3 separate regions of the Mus musculus genome follow, and all the other regions are linked to region 2. A link is a contact called in public Hi-C and promoter capture Hi-C data. All regions are on one chromosome and are shown on one strand. The core of a region is the stretch at or near the end of the contact, and the rest is flanking DNA. Distances in the headings are between cores, read along the strand shown.

Region 1 (4,265 bases), core at 1,127-3,626, 600 kb before region 2:
CAGGACAGCCAGGGTTACACAGAGAAACCCTGTCTTGAAAAAACAAAAAACAACAAAACAAACAAACACTATTCCCCTTGGAAACATTGTTGCCTTAAACATTATTTGTAACCCTATAATTTAGCATTTTGTGGTTATTGAAGAACAAAACAAAAGCTGAGCAACATGGTTCACACCTCTAATCCCAGCAGCGGCAGGCAGATCTTTGTGAATTCCAGGCTAGCCAGAACTACAGTGAAACTCTGGGAAATGGGGGACACTGAAGATGGCTTAGTGGTTAACAGCACTTGTTGCTCTTACAGAAGACTTGGATATGGTTTCCAGTCTCTCAATCCATCCATAACTCTAGCTCCAAAGAGTCCAATGCTGTCTTCTGACCCCCTTGGGCATTTGGCACACAGGTGGCACACTTACATACATGTAGACCAAACACCCATACACATAAATAAGTCCTTAGTTCTCTTTTTCTTTTGAAAGCTCTAGTTGAATACAGAGAACTGTTTGCCAGGAAGTCTCTTTGAAAACAAATCTAGGAGGGGTCAGCGATTAAGCACCTGCTGCTCTTCCCGGGGGTCCTGAGTTCAAGTTCCAGCATCTGGTCAGACGGCTCACAGTTGCCTGGAACCCTGAGCGTGAGTGTGTGGGATAGGGTAAGTCCACTCCCTCTTCTGGTCTCACCATACACATAGCACTCACTCACAAGACACATATACTATATATACATAAATAATAAACATTTTTAAATACATAATACATATAAAAGACTTTGGGGTGTAACTCAAATGCCTGAGGGCCTAGGTTCAATCCCCAACATTAGGGGAACAAAGTCAAACTCAAACTTAAATTGTATTGTGAATTCTGAGCTACTGGATTTACTAGCAACCCAAGCCTCAGTTCTTTGCATCTGAATGCTTCACCTAAGATATTAAAAAGTTGAATTCTAGGCCAGGTGTGGTAGCTCACACCCTTATTCCCGGCATTTGGGAGGCAGAGGCAGGAGAATCACTTTGAGTTCAAGGACAGCCTGGTCTACAAAGTGAGTTCCAGGACAGTCAGGGCTACACAGAGAAATCCTGTCTCAGGGAAAAAAAAAAAGTTGAATTCTAAAATACTCACAGGAGACATGTAATAGGGTGTGCCAACAAACGTTTTTGCAAAACTCGTGTCGTGATTTAATATTCTAGCTAGTCCAAAGTCCCCCAGCTTGACATTGTGTTTGCTGTCCAGGAAGACATTGGCTGGCTTCAGGTCCCGGTGAAGCACAGTGTGGCCACCATCGCTCCTTCTGTGACACTCTTTCAGGGCCAGCGTCAACTGAGTCATCACTCGAAGGACAAACTCTTCCTCCAAGTACTGTCTGGAGAAAAAGCACATTTCACAACCCTGAATAAAAGCCATCTTCAATCTGGGGCAAGTCATTCAGAGCGTACAAACATGGAAGTTAATTATTATTAGATACGAACCGTGGGGCTCTTTCACCTTACCTATCCTTGGTCCCCTTTGAAATGACACTAGCCAGGTCCCCTCCCTCACAGTATTCCATTACGATGTACAGGGTTGTGTTGGTTCGGTCAATAATGCGATCATAGTAACTGACGATGTTTGGATGTTTCAGCTCCCGAAGCAAGTTCACTTCAGACACAAGCATCTGCTTCTCCACCTCCGTCATGGAGCCATAGTCAAGCTCTTTCCACACCAGGATCTGAAATACAACATTTCCAAGGTGTGAGACAAAGGGTGAAATTTCCAAAGTTGAAAAACAAAACACTAACAACTCAATGGGTGTGTCAGTGAGGGAGTCGAGACCGGGTTAATTTAGTGGGAAGACCCACCCGAAATGTGGGCGGTACCATCCCCAGCGCTTGAGTCCGGGACGGCGTGTGGCGCAGCGGCGAAGCAGGTCACGTGAGCTCGTCTTTCTGCTCGCCGCGGATTCGCGCCTCCACCGGTTCCCAGCCGCGGCTGCCCGCTCCACGAGCCCGTCCCTTCTTAGGAGGCTACAGCCCGGTCCTTCACGAGAGTTCAGGTGGCCGCCCTGCCCCTCCCCAGCGTGGGCGACGCTTGCTTCTCCCTAAGCCCGCCGTGGAAGGGCTGCCCGGCGCCTCACCTTGCCGTCGCTCTTCCTCCGAATCTTCTGACAGCGGCCGTAGGAGCCGGTGCCGATGCTGTGCAGCACCTCGTAGTCCTCCACCCGGGACGGCATGGCGAGCGGCCACCCTGGCAACCACACCACCGCGCCGCTCGGAGCCCAGGCTCGCCCGCTGCAGGCCAACCGCGCCGAAACCCGAGCCCCTCGTCTGCCTGCCTGAGTCGGCGAGCAACCGGCCACCGGGTCAACCGTCGCGGGCTTCGGCCTCGCATTCTATTGGTCCACAGCGAAGGTGCATCTCAACTCTGATTGGCTGAGAAAACACAACACTGCTAGGCATCCTGGGAAAATGCGTGTCGCTAGGCAACCGCGTCGGCGTTGGTGTCTGCGTCTAGCTGCTCTACGGAATACGAGCCGCGCCGAAAACCCCTGGGATTTGGGATCGCAAAGCCTGTTGGGGCCTCGGTAATTCCATTCCTTGGCTGAAGTCGCTATGGTAACGGATGTCCGAGGCTCTGGACTGGAGACACTGGCCTTTTGACCTTTCCACTTTGACCCCACCCTTTTCCGACTCCTCTGCACTCGGGTCCTGAACCTAAGCCCTTGTGTGTTGAGGATTTGATGACCCTGAGGGTGCGGTGAGTGCACCGAGCACTTTATAGTCCTCACACCTAGAGAGCCAGAATCCCTGTTCCAGCCCGGCTTGGTGGCGCGCTCAGGCAGATCTCTGTGAGCTTGAGGACATCCAGAGCTTTGTAGAGGGTCCCTGCCTTACCCCCACCCGCGAGAAAGACACCCCACGCCCAGAGAGAGAGAGAGACAGAGAGAGAGAAACTAGGCCCAACTGCCCAGAAGAGAACTAATTAAAAAATAATAAGAATAAAGGATATTCATAGTAATAACGCAGAGTTGACATGTGTTTTCTGAGCACAGTTAGCATAGTCTAGATCTCTGAACATTAAACTGAGAGACCTGTTGAACATAGAAACGTATCCAAAGCTTAGGGACTGAGTATGGAAGCATTCAGAACAGAGTCACCACACTGCCAAATTGTACTTCTAAGACATCTACCAAAAAAGTGTGTTAGGAAAAAAAAAAAAAAAAAGGTGTTCCCTAATAGCCAATCCGGGAGCTGCATGCAGTTTGCTGACTTGAGCTCACATAGCCAGTGACATGGCCCCGCTTTGACTTGGGGAAGGGGAGCTAAAGGCTTCCATCCAGAGCAGGTGGGGGGTAATGTGCATTACCAGAAAGCTAATAATCTGCTGCATAAATGGGTCATTGTTCTTAAAATATCTGTTCATGCTGTGATTGAAAAAGAACCCAATGTCCTATTAATAAGAATTAGAAGCCTCCTTATGTTAAAAATAAATGTATTTTGTGCGCTGAATTTAGTATAAGCTAATTGGAATTGCCAGCCAGGAGAACTTTTAAATTAGCATTCAAGGACATTGTCACACCTCAAAGGGGTAGGATTAATTTAGGTCTCAGAAATTATATAAGGAGCTACAAATGCCTGAGGTCATTTATATGGTGTGTGTGTGTCATATGTGATGTGTGTGGTATGTTTGTGTGTGTGTCGTATGTGATATGTGTGGTATGTTTGTGTGTGTGTGTCGTATGTAATGTGTGTAGTATGTTGTGTGTGTGTGTGCTGTGTGTGTTGTTTATGATGTGTAGAGTGTTGTATGTGATATGTGTAGCATGTTGTGTGTGTGGTGTGTTTGTGATATGTGGTGTATAGGCGTGTGGTGTGTATGTGATGGGTGTACTGATGCTTATGTTGAGTTTGTTGACCAGCCTGCTTCACACACAACCTTTCATCTTCTTTCTAGACAAAGAGCTCTTACTCTTCGCTCCAAACACAACACACTTTCTCAGCTTCTCAAGACTAACTTGGTACTTGTCCTTCCAGTTGTTAGAAGTTCCACTTGCATCCCTACCTCGTGCCTTACCCCACCTTGGTTACTGTTGATTGACAGGATGTAGAATCACCTAGGGGGTCAAGCCTTTGGGTACACTTGTAGAGACAGCGTAGATTAGGTCAGCCTCCGAGCATGCCTGTGAGGGTTTATGTTAAATTAATCGAATGGAAAAGACACACCCTAAAAGTGGGCAACAATGTTCTTTGGTCCTTGCTTAGTTTCTTTTCTGTTGCTGCGAAGAAACACTATGG
Region 2 (4,056 bases), core at 485-2,984:
GGGGGTTACAACACCACAATCTGTATTAAAGGGTCACGACATTAGAAAGGTTGAAACACTGGTCAAGAGCCAGCTATTGCTATATAAAATGCCAATACTGGATTTTAATCTTCAAGTCTTTTCTAATATTTTTATTTTATGTACATTGTGTTTTGCCTGCATGTATGAGGGAGTTGGTCCCCTGGAACAGGGGTTACAGACAGCTGTGAGTTGCCATGTGGTCCTCTGGAAGAGCAGCCAGTGCTCTTAACTGCTAAGTCATCTTTCCAGCCCAACCTTCAGGTCCTTTAAACTGGTTAGAGGTGGATAATTACAGGGACTAAAGTTCTAAAATGTTTGCACATCCATGTTTGCATATGAACTCAGAAGGGTTGTATTTATTTTTGGAATGCAAACGAAAGAACACACCAGATTCTCTCATTCTTGTCACATTCTCCACGATTAACCTTTCTTTTAAAAAGTGGGGATAGGGGGTTGGAAAGAAGAAACTGAAGCACTCAACCATTAGAAACCACTTTTATCATTAAACACTTCAAGTTTCCCAATACCATAAAGGCCAGAGGCTATCATTTTACAGCTTATACAGAGACAACCCATGTGAAACCTGAGGCTCCCTCACTAACAGAATGCAGGTCACTGTGACATGGCAAACAACTCTGTGTGTCAAAAGAACAGCTCACTTTCTGATGACAGGGCTGCGGTGCCAATTTTACAAGGTGCCTGGCATTCATTTCTTCAACACTAAACTTTTATCTGGTTCCTGATCCCACACATTATGGCAAATCTCGAACACCAACCCTCTCTGGTCATCCTCATGTGAGATGGGAGAGAGGGTGGGGGTCAGTGCACCCCCTGTCTTCAAAGTTGAGCTGATGCAAGCAGATGTCTTCCTTTCCAATCTAACCACACATCCTTGACCCGGTTACTCTGGATGACAGACATGTCCTCCTCCACTCCTCACAGACATGCAGGAAACCATCTTGAGTTCAGCAGGGAAGATACAGAGATCGGAAGCCCCTTAGTAAGACCCCGGGCCAGGGTCTCCTCAGCTGGTCGCAGGGTCAGCCACCACGTTTACTCTCGCTCTTCACAAGTTTTCATTACAACCCAACACTACCTAAACTTGAACTCTGATAAGTTTCACCCACCAGGGGACTTTCTAGAACTTGCTTCGGTTGAAAGAGGTGTGGCCCACAGACCCAGATGCCACACCTCTCTGACTGACATCGCTCTGGACCTGCAGTGCAAGGGCTGTCCACACAGTCGGGCTCAGCTGCCCCGGGCTCTGCCGACTGACCCCACGGGTGCACCTACGTGACCCGGAGAGGACACCCCACACAACGCCTCACCTCAGATGAACCTGGCGACCCACTCCTGAGGGGTCCCGTGTCCGAGCTGTGGAGACCTTGTGCAGTCACTTCACGTGACCTGAAGACCCCGCTCACCAAGAGGACCAGGGCTTGCCGCCTCACCTCATGCAACCCCATCCTCGTCGCGAGGGGACCCTTACCCAAACCCATCACGACCCGCCTCACCTCACGTGACTCCGGCCCCCCAGTCCTGAGGGGAACCCCCACCTGAGCATGCCGCCTCACGGAGTCACGTGAGGACCCCACCCGAGCCCGTTGCGACCCCGCCGCCTCACCTCGCACGACCCTGACACCTCAGAGCTAAAATTAGACAGGCGGAGCGGCGCGCTCACGTGCGCGCGGCCCGGAAGGGCGGAGGCCCGACTGCGTGAGTCATCAGCCCCGCCCCTTCACGGAGAACGCTGTGACGTAAGCGCGCTGCCGAGAAGCCGGGATAGAAAGTTCGAGTTTCGCTGTCTTAAAGGGGCCGTAGCTCGCACTGCACCCGTTCGGTCACCTCAAACAAAAAGTATGCTGTCCAGGTCACAGAGCTGACCATCGTCAAGCTCTTAATCATTGCCATAGGGCTGGCTCCAGAATTTTCATTTTTTTCGTGCTAAAGTTTGGCTGACCTAGGGCCCAGCCCTGTGGAGCCTACCCATGAGTTTTCTGGAACTGGAGAGGCTGTGCTTAAGAGACCTGGGCTGGCCCATTAGGGCCAGAGCTGCCCGAGGCAGGCCTTGCTTCTCAGTCCTGAGCCATCCACTGTGGTCACGGTCATGCCAAGAACAGTTTCGGAGAGGTCGCACTGTGGGAAGGGAGCCCAGTGGGACAATGGCAGGTGGTCACAGTCCGTCTTCTGGCTACTCACGCCAGACACACGGGAAGTCCTCAGCGTGGACATTTAGAAGCTAACCATTCCTGTCCTTAGTCTCCATACCTGTGTGACCTGCCCTGTCTCCTGTCCATCATGCTTCTGTGATTTCGGTTTTGCTCCGATACGTGGAGTCTGTGGTCAAACATCTTTGTGCCCACCAGGAGATGGAGAAAGCCCAGGCAGCCCCAGGTGCCCAGGAAAAGACTGCAGGGCAGCCACTTCTTGGTGCAGGCACCTGCAGTGAGCTTTCTTACTTTCATTCAGGGGAGATCACCTGCCTGAGATCTTGTGGCCTGTGAGGAATAGAGGGTCTTAAGCAGTTCGCGTGCACAAGCACATGCACGCGCACACATACAAATTGATAAATCCGGAGGAATTCTAAGTCAGCACATCACAAAGACACCAATACACCCAAGTTTATTGCTGCACTATTCACAATAGCTAAATAAAGAACTAACCCAGATGGCAATCAACAGATACATGGTTAAAGAACATGCGTTCTATATGTATACATGTATGGGATTTTAAAAATTATTTATTTACATGTATGTGGGTGAGTATGGGAGCAAGTGCTACAGTGTATCTGTGGAGATCAGAGAGCAGGTTGGTTCGTTCCTTCCACCAGGTAGGTTGTAGGGAATGAACTCCGGGTCTGAGGATTATTGAAGTCTTTATCTGCTGAGCCATCTTCTGGCCCCAGCAATTGAATTTTGCTAGCAAAGAATGAAAATTGCTGTAGGAAAAATGGATGGAACTGGAAATCATTGTGTTAAGTGACCTAAGCCACACTTGGGGAAAGTATAGCATGCTTTCTGTCATATGCAGAATCTAGATTTAAATCTGTATATGCATGTATATGTGTGACATGAAAGCAGAGAGGACACTATGGAGGCTGGAGACATGGCTCCGCAGTTACAAGAAAGACCTGCTCCTGCAGAGGACTAGAGTCAATTTCCAGCACATTAGCTCCTTACAGATACTAGGGATCCAACACCCTCTGGCCTCTGGAGACACTGCACTCCTGCACATACCTACCTATACGGACATAGACACATATAACCTAAACTTCTAAATCAAAAAGGGGAGGAGCTCGGGATGAAGTGCAGTCAAAGCAGCCGGAGAGGAAAGAAGGCAGAACTGGGTGCAGAAGGAAGGACTGTTTGAGGGGAAGGAGGAGCAGTAAGTGGTATGAGGCTTAGAGGGCAGTCAAGAGGAGAATAAGAAAGTATTAGGGCCTGTGTATAAACACATCACAATGGAACCCATTTCTTTGTATGTTAACAAAAGAAAATAATTAAAAAGGGGGGGGATCAGAAAAACAACTTAAAAAAAAAAAGACCCAGGTAGGGCAATGGGTACGAATGAGCCTGCAAACTGTCAGAGGTCAGATATGTGACATAAAACGTCGTGGCGTGAACATAGGAAGAACTCGAGAAAGGGTTCTGGGGACTGCCATCTCTCCCATCTTCTCTCTTCCACCCAACTTCCAGACAGGTGACCCAGAGGGTGATTTTCCCCACAGAATGGCACTATGAGGTCCACTGCTGTTTTTAAATCTGCAGTAACTGAGATCTGGTGTCATCATAGCAGCGTTTGATTTTCTGAGCTTCCAGCTCTCACTCCCCACCCCAGAAGCTCCACTCCATTAAATGTCAGGACGAGTCATAAACGCAAACACCACCACTAATGTGGAAGGATTGTGCTCTCCGGCAAACAGCCCCAGCAGGCAAAGAGCAGGAGTCCTTGGACCATTCCCAACCACATGGGTGACTCACTTGGTGACACAAAGCACCAGGCACACTGCAGACCTGAGCAGTAGGCACACTCTCC
Region 3 (3,812 bases), core at 127-2,626, 870 kb before region 2:
TACACGTGGTACACAGACATGCAAGCAAGCAAAATAAAAAATAATTAAAAAAATTTAAATGTACGAGACCACACTTCTCCAATCCCACCAAAAAAGTCCTATCTATTCTCATTTAGACTTCTGTCTGTGAGTCCGGTGGCCACCATTTGGAACACAATAAGAACTTATCCTATCCCAGTTTTGGACTTCATCATACCAAGACCTTGGGTCTCATATTTAGAACAGATTGCTTCTTTCAGAACCATAGCTACATTAGTCATTTCAGACATGGTCTTTCCAGTCTATATTGCCTGTTTCCTATGGTGTCTAAATCCATAGGGTCCTGTCACCTTGCAGTCATGTGAAAGAAGGTGGAAAGTAAGGTAAATAGATGTATTGTTGGGAGGGTTAGGGAAGGAGAGGACTTAGGCTCAGTCTCTTTCAGTTCTCACAAGAGTAATCTGGTCCAGAGGGCCAAAGCATGCCCACGGGAGGGTTTAATCTCGATAACCAAAGAGTTGCACCTGGGTGTTGGGATCCTGTTGACTATTCCACCAGATCCCACATCCGCTCCCAGCTGTTGCCCAGCTCCAATGCATACCTGTGTCCACTGCAAGGGCCCTAGTACTCTCTTCTCTCCGTGATGAACATTTGATGCTCAAGACAGCTAAGTATTTCCCGCGTTTGTCTGACTTGGAAGAGGTTAGATTTGAGATGCTAGTTCACTTCGTTCATACAGGCTGCAATTACTGTGGACCTGTAGAGCGAATACACTGTAACAACTCTGTGCTAGGATTTGGGAGGCAAGAATTCAAGCTCTAGCCTTGGGTAGGTCCACTCAGTTCTCTCTAGACCGCAGATAGAACGCTCATAGTTCAGGCACCCTCCACCAGGTGGCTCTGAAGACCAGGAGAACTAACTGGGACGCTTTTGACAACAGAACATCAGAGAGACTGTCAACGTTACGCTAACAGCAGAACGAGGACTGGCAGATTTGTACTGGACTGCAGCAAGTTCAGGGAAGAAGTGATTTGAGCCAGATCTCTGATCTTGAGCAAACGTGTCTACTCAAAGAATAAATAGGTTTGGGGGGTCGGAGGGAGGCTGATTGAAGAGCAAAATATATACAATTCAAAGGCGCACAAGATACTAATGTTTCTAGAAAGAGAAGCCTAGGCTTCTAGGGTCTGGGTGATTCCCAGCATCTAGAGGGATACTTCGCCCAGCTCAGGTGAGTTTCTGGCCGCTGTCAGAAGCCTCACGCCCCGCCGCTTGGGCGCCATGACCACGCCCCCATCCTCGGCCCTGCCTCTCGGGAGACATAACCACGCCTCCACCTTCAGCCCTGCCTCTTGGGCACCCTGACCACACCCCCATCGTCAGCCCCGCCCCTCCCGGAGCCCGCCGCTGGAGCTGGCCTAACCCGCTGCTGAGGCGAAGCAGCCTAGTGCCCGCCGCCGTAGGGCGCCAGCGGAGCTCCGCGAGCCCCGCAAGTGGCGAAGTCCGGGTGAGCTAACCGTCCCGGCTCCTCAGAAACCGAAAGCAACTCAGGGTGGTGAGCCGGAGGCGTGTGTGGTAGCGGGCGAACTGAGGCGACGCGGGACACCCGCGCCCGGCCGAGGGCACTTTTGCAAGACTTGTGAGCACAGCCCGTTAACGTGAGCTTAATGCCAGGGTCTCGAGCCTGCGCCGGTGCTATAGCGCGTGCTCGATTGGAAACAGAACCCGACTCTGCAGAAGGTGAGTTCCAGATTTCAGCAGACCCGGGCGCCTAGAGGTGAGCACCCACCGCAGGTTGGACGGAGACAGTCCTCACACCACTGCTTGACCCCCTTGCCACCCAACTGTGAGGTGTTACAGTTCTGAGGACAGTTCTGAGGACTTTTGTTGCGGATCCCTCTGGGCCATTCTGGTTGGCTTCTTTCTTCCTCAGCCTCTCCACTCTGTCTGCTGACTTTCCATATTTGGCTATTTTACTTTCGTGAGAACTCTGTTTATCTCGCTGCGGCAGGCGCGGGGCTCGTCGGAGTCCAGTTGTGGGCTAAGGTCTGTAAAATGAGGAGAGACTCCCTTCTCCCCAATCCTCTCCATGGCCTGTGAAAAAAGGCATCCAGCTTGTTGCAATAAACATCGGGCATAGGTGCTGTGTGAAAACTAGATTAGGGCCAAAGAGGACGGTTCCCTTTTCCAGGAATATACACATTTTTTAAAAGTCTTAGGGAATACTTAAAATGCAAAGAAATTGGTTAAAGCATTTCTGAGAATAGAACTTCCTGGGTGTGTGAGAGATAATTTTAGACAGCAAACGTCTGGGTTAACGAGTCCTCCCCAATCCAGAGATCCTAACATAACTGAGAGTCTGGATAAAAACCTGACACCTTGGACAACTGATTTAAACAGAAAAGGCAGAAATTACAGATGGAAAGATGGATGGGAGATGAAGGTGGGAAAGGTAGTGAGTTCAGGAAATGGGTTGTCTCCAGACTCTGGACTGTAGTCTCCCTGGTCTCTTGTAGGGCTAGCTGTGGAAAGGGGCCACAACAGAGAAGGGTGACGTTCTCAGGGTCCCTGGCTAAGGCCGGTGGTGTGGGACAAGGATGGCCGACGTCAGTGGAGAACCCACTGGATGTGGGTGGATGACATAGGGGCCCAGCCACTGGGAGTAAGAGCTTTCCTTTTTGGGGTATCTCAGGGTGACTTGCAAAGTTGGGGAGCCAAAGCCTCTGAGTCAGTCCTGTTAGACTAGGGGGAGAAACAGCCTTATGTAGTTACAATCCCCACTTTCCTGAGGGGGGCCTTGAAGAAAAAAGAGCCACTAAACGTGAAGCTGCCCCTTATGGTCCATTTGCTCCTCACTCAATGTCATGTGCTCTCATTTTGTCCCCCACGACACCCTTGTGAGTCAGGGTAGCTTTGCACATCCCCCAGATGTCGAGGGGAAGCACCTAGTGTCAACTCAGTCCTGAGCTCTGCTGCTGGGCCAGGCGGGGGACTCTGAGGTTTCTGCTTCAGGACTGTCAGCTTGGTTCCTCAGAGAGCCACAACTGCCTACCTCCCCTTTAGTCTGAGGGGTCAGCAAAAGGACCCAGATTCCCCTAAGTGCCTGGAGCATCTGTTCCAGCAATGTGGGTAAAGTTCTGCTGGAAACTGCCCCTGACGTTGTATGAACCAATGCCACACTGTCCACGCAGCCAGCCAAGTGACTGGGGAAGGATCTGTGTCTGATTTTGTGGTAGCCTGGAATCTGGCATTGGTTAGCCTAAAAAGATGTTGGCTGAACTGCACTCCGTTTATTTGGGGTGTGCCTCCCAGTTACTGAGGGCGGGTGTTAGTAAGAGTTGATTAGATCCCAGGAATCAGATTAAGATGCAGGTTATAAATAACCTATCACATTACACTAGCTTCTCTTTCCCAGAGAGAAGGGAGAGGTCCCACATGATTTCAAGCTAGAACTCAGAAAACCTCATAGCAGGGAATGGGCAGCAGCCAAGCCTGAGCCTTCTGAGGCAACTCCTATGTTCTTTCCAGTATATGTTGAGTAGAGGAAGCCAAGACTCTCTGGACAGATGTGAGAACCAGTGAGGAGTTGGCCCCTGGCCGAAGTTTTAAAGACTTAACAAACCAGAAGAAGAGGACACCGGAACAGATGCAGTCTCTAAGTGCTTTCTCCACCTGGGTTGCAGCTCTTCCAGGGTTCTTCTGGGCAGGAGCTAGTGCTCCTGAAGAGACTGGTCAGAATGGGAGGGGTGACAGGTGTAATATCTACCAGCATGAGAGACAGGGAAAGGTGAATCACTCTATAAGACAGAAACAAAATGCCAAGGGCTGGGCAC

Evidence for each region. Promoter capture Hi-C pulls out the DNA fragments that hold promoters and counts their contacts. A called contact is a pair of places that touch in the nucleus more often than the background predicts.
Region 1: a contact with region 2 is called in a Hi-C map of B cells, with 14 read pairs. The contact joins the promoter of Nek2 here to the promoter of D730003I15Rik in region 2. A contact is called at or near these places in 6 of 39 promoter capture datasets (3T3-L1-derived adipocytes, erythroid cells, hippocampal neurons and 2 more), 8 of 484 Hi-C or Micro-C datasets (B cells, CD4 T cells, double positive thymocytes and 3 more), 5 of 115 datasets of contacts at active chromatin or transcription factors (astrocytes, effector CD8 T cells, extraembryonic endoderm stem cells and 2 more) and 2 of 9 other capture datasets (adipose tissue and liver).
Region 3: a promoter capture Hi-C map of erythroid cells shows a contact between it and region 2, with 5 times the contacts expected there. The contact joins the promoter of Traf5 here to the promoter of D730003I15Rik in region 2. A contact is called at or near these places in 3 of 39 promoter capture datasets (erythroid cells, liver and pre-B cells), 1 of 484 Hi-C or Micro-C datasets (CD8 T cells), 1 of 115 datasets of contacts at active chromatin or transcription factors (memory CD8 T cells) and 2 of 9 other capture datasets (adipose tissue and liver).

Annotation. Positions count from the first base shown.
Region 1 is chr1:191,819,584-191,823,848 of GRCm38.p6, reverse strand. Nek2 (NIMA (never in mitosis gene a)-related expressed kinase 2) reads right to left here and starts at 2,376. Exons shown (of 8, transcript NM_010892.3): 1 at 2,108-2,376; 2 at 1,485-1,702; 3 at 1,117-1,357. The coding sequence starts at 2,203.
Region 2 is chr1:191,222,132-191,226,187 of GRCm38.p6, reverse strand. It overlaps D730003I15Rik (RIKEN cDNA D730003I15 gene), which reads right to left and starts at 1,734. Exons shown (of 2, transcript NR_151547.1): 1 at 1,646-1,734; 2 at 501-979.
Region 3 is chr1:192,090,163-192,093,974 of GRCm38.p6, reverse strand. Traf5 (TNF receptor-associated factor 5) reads left to right here and starts at 1,376. Exons shown (of 14, transcript NM_011633.2): 1 at 1,376-1,719.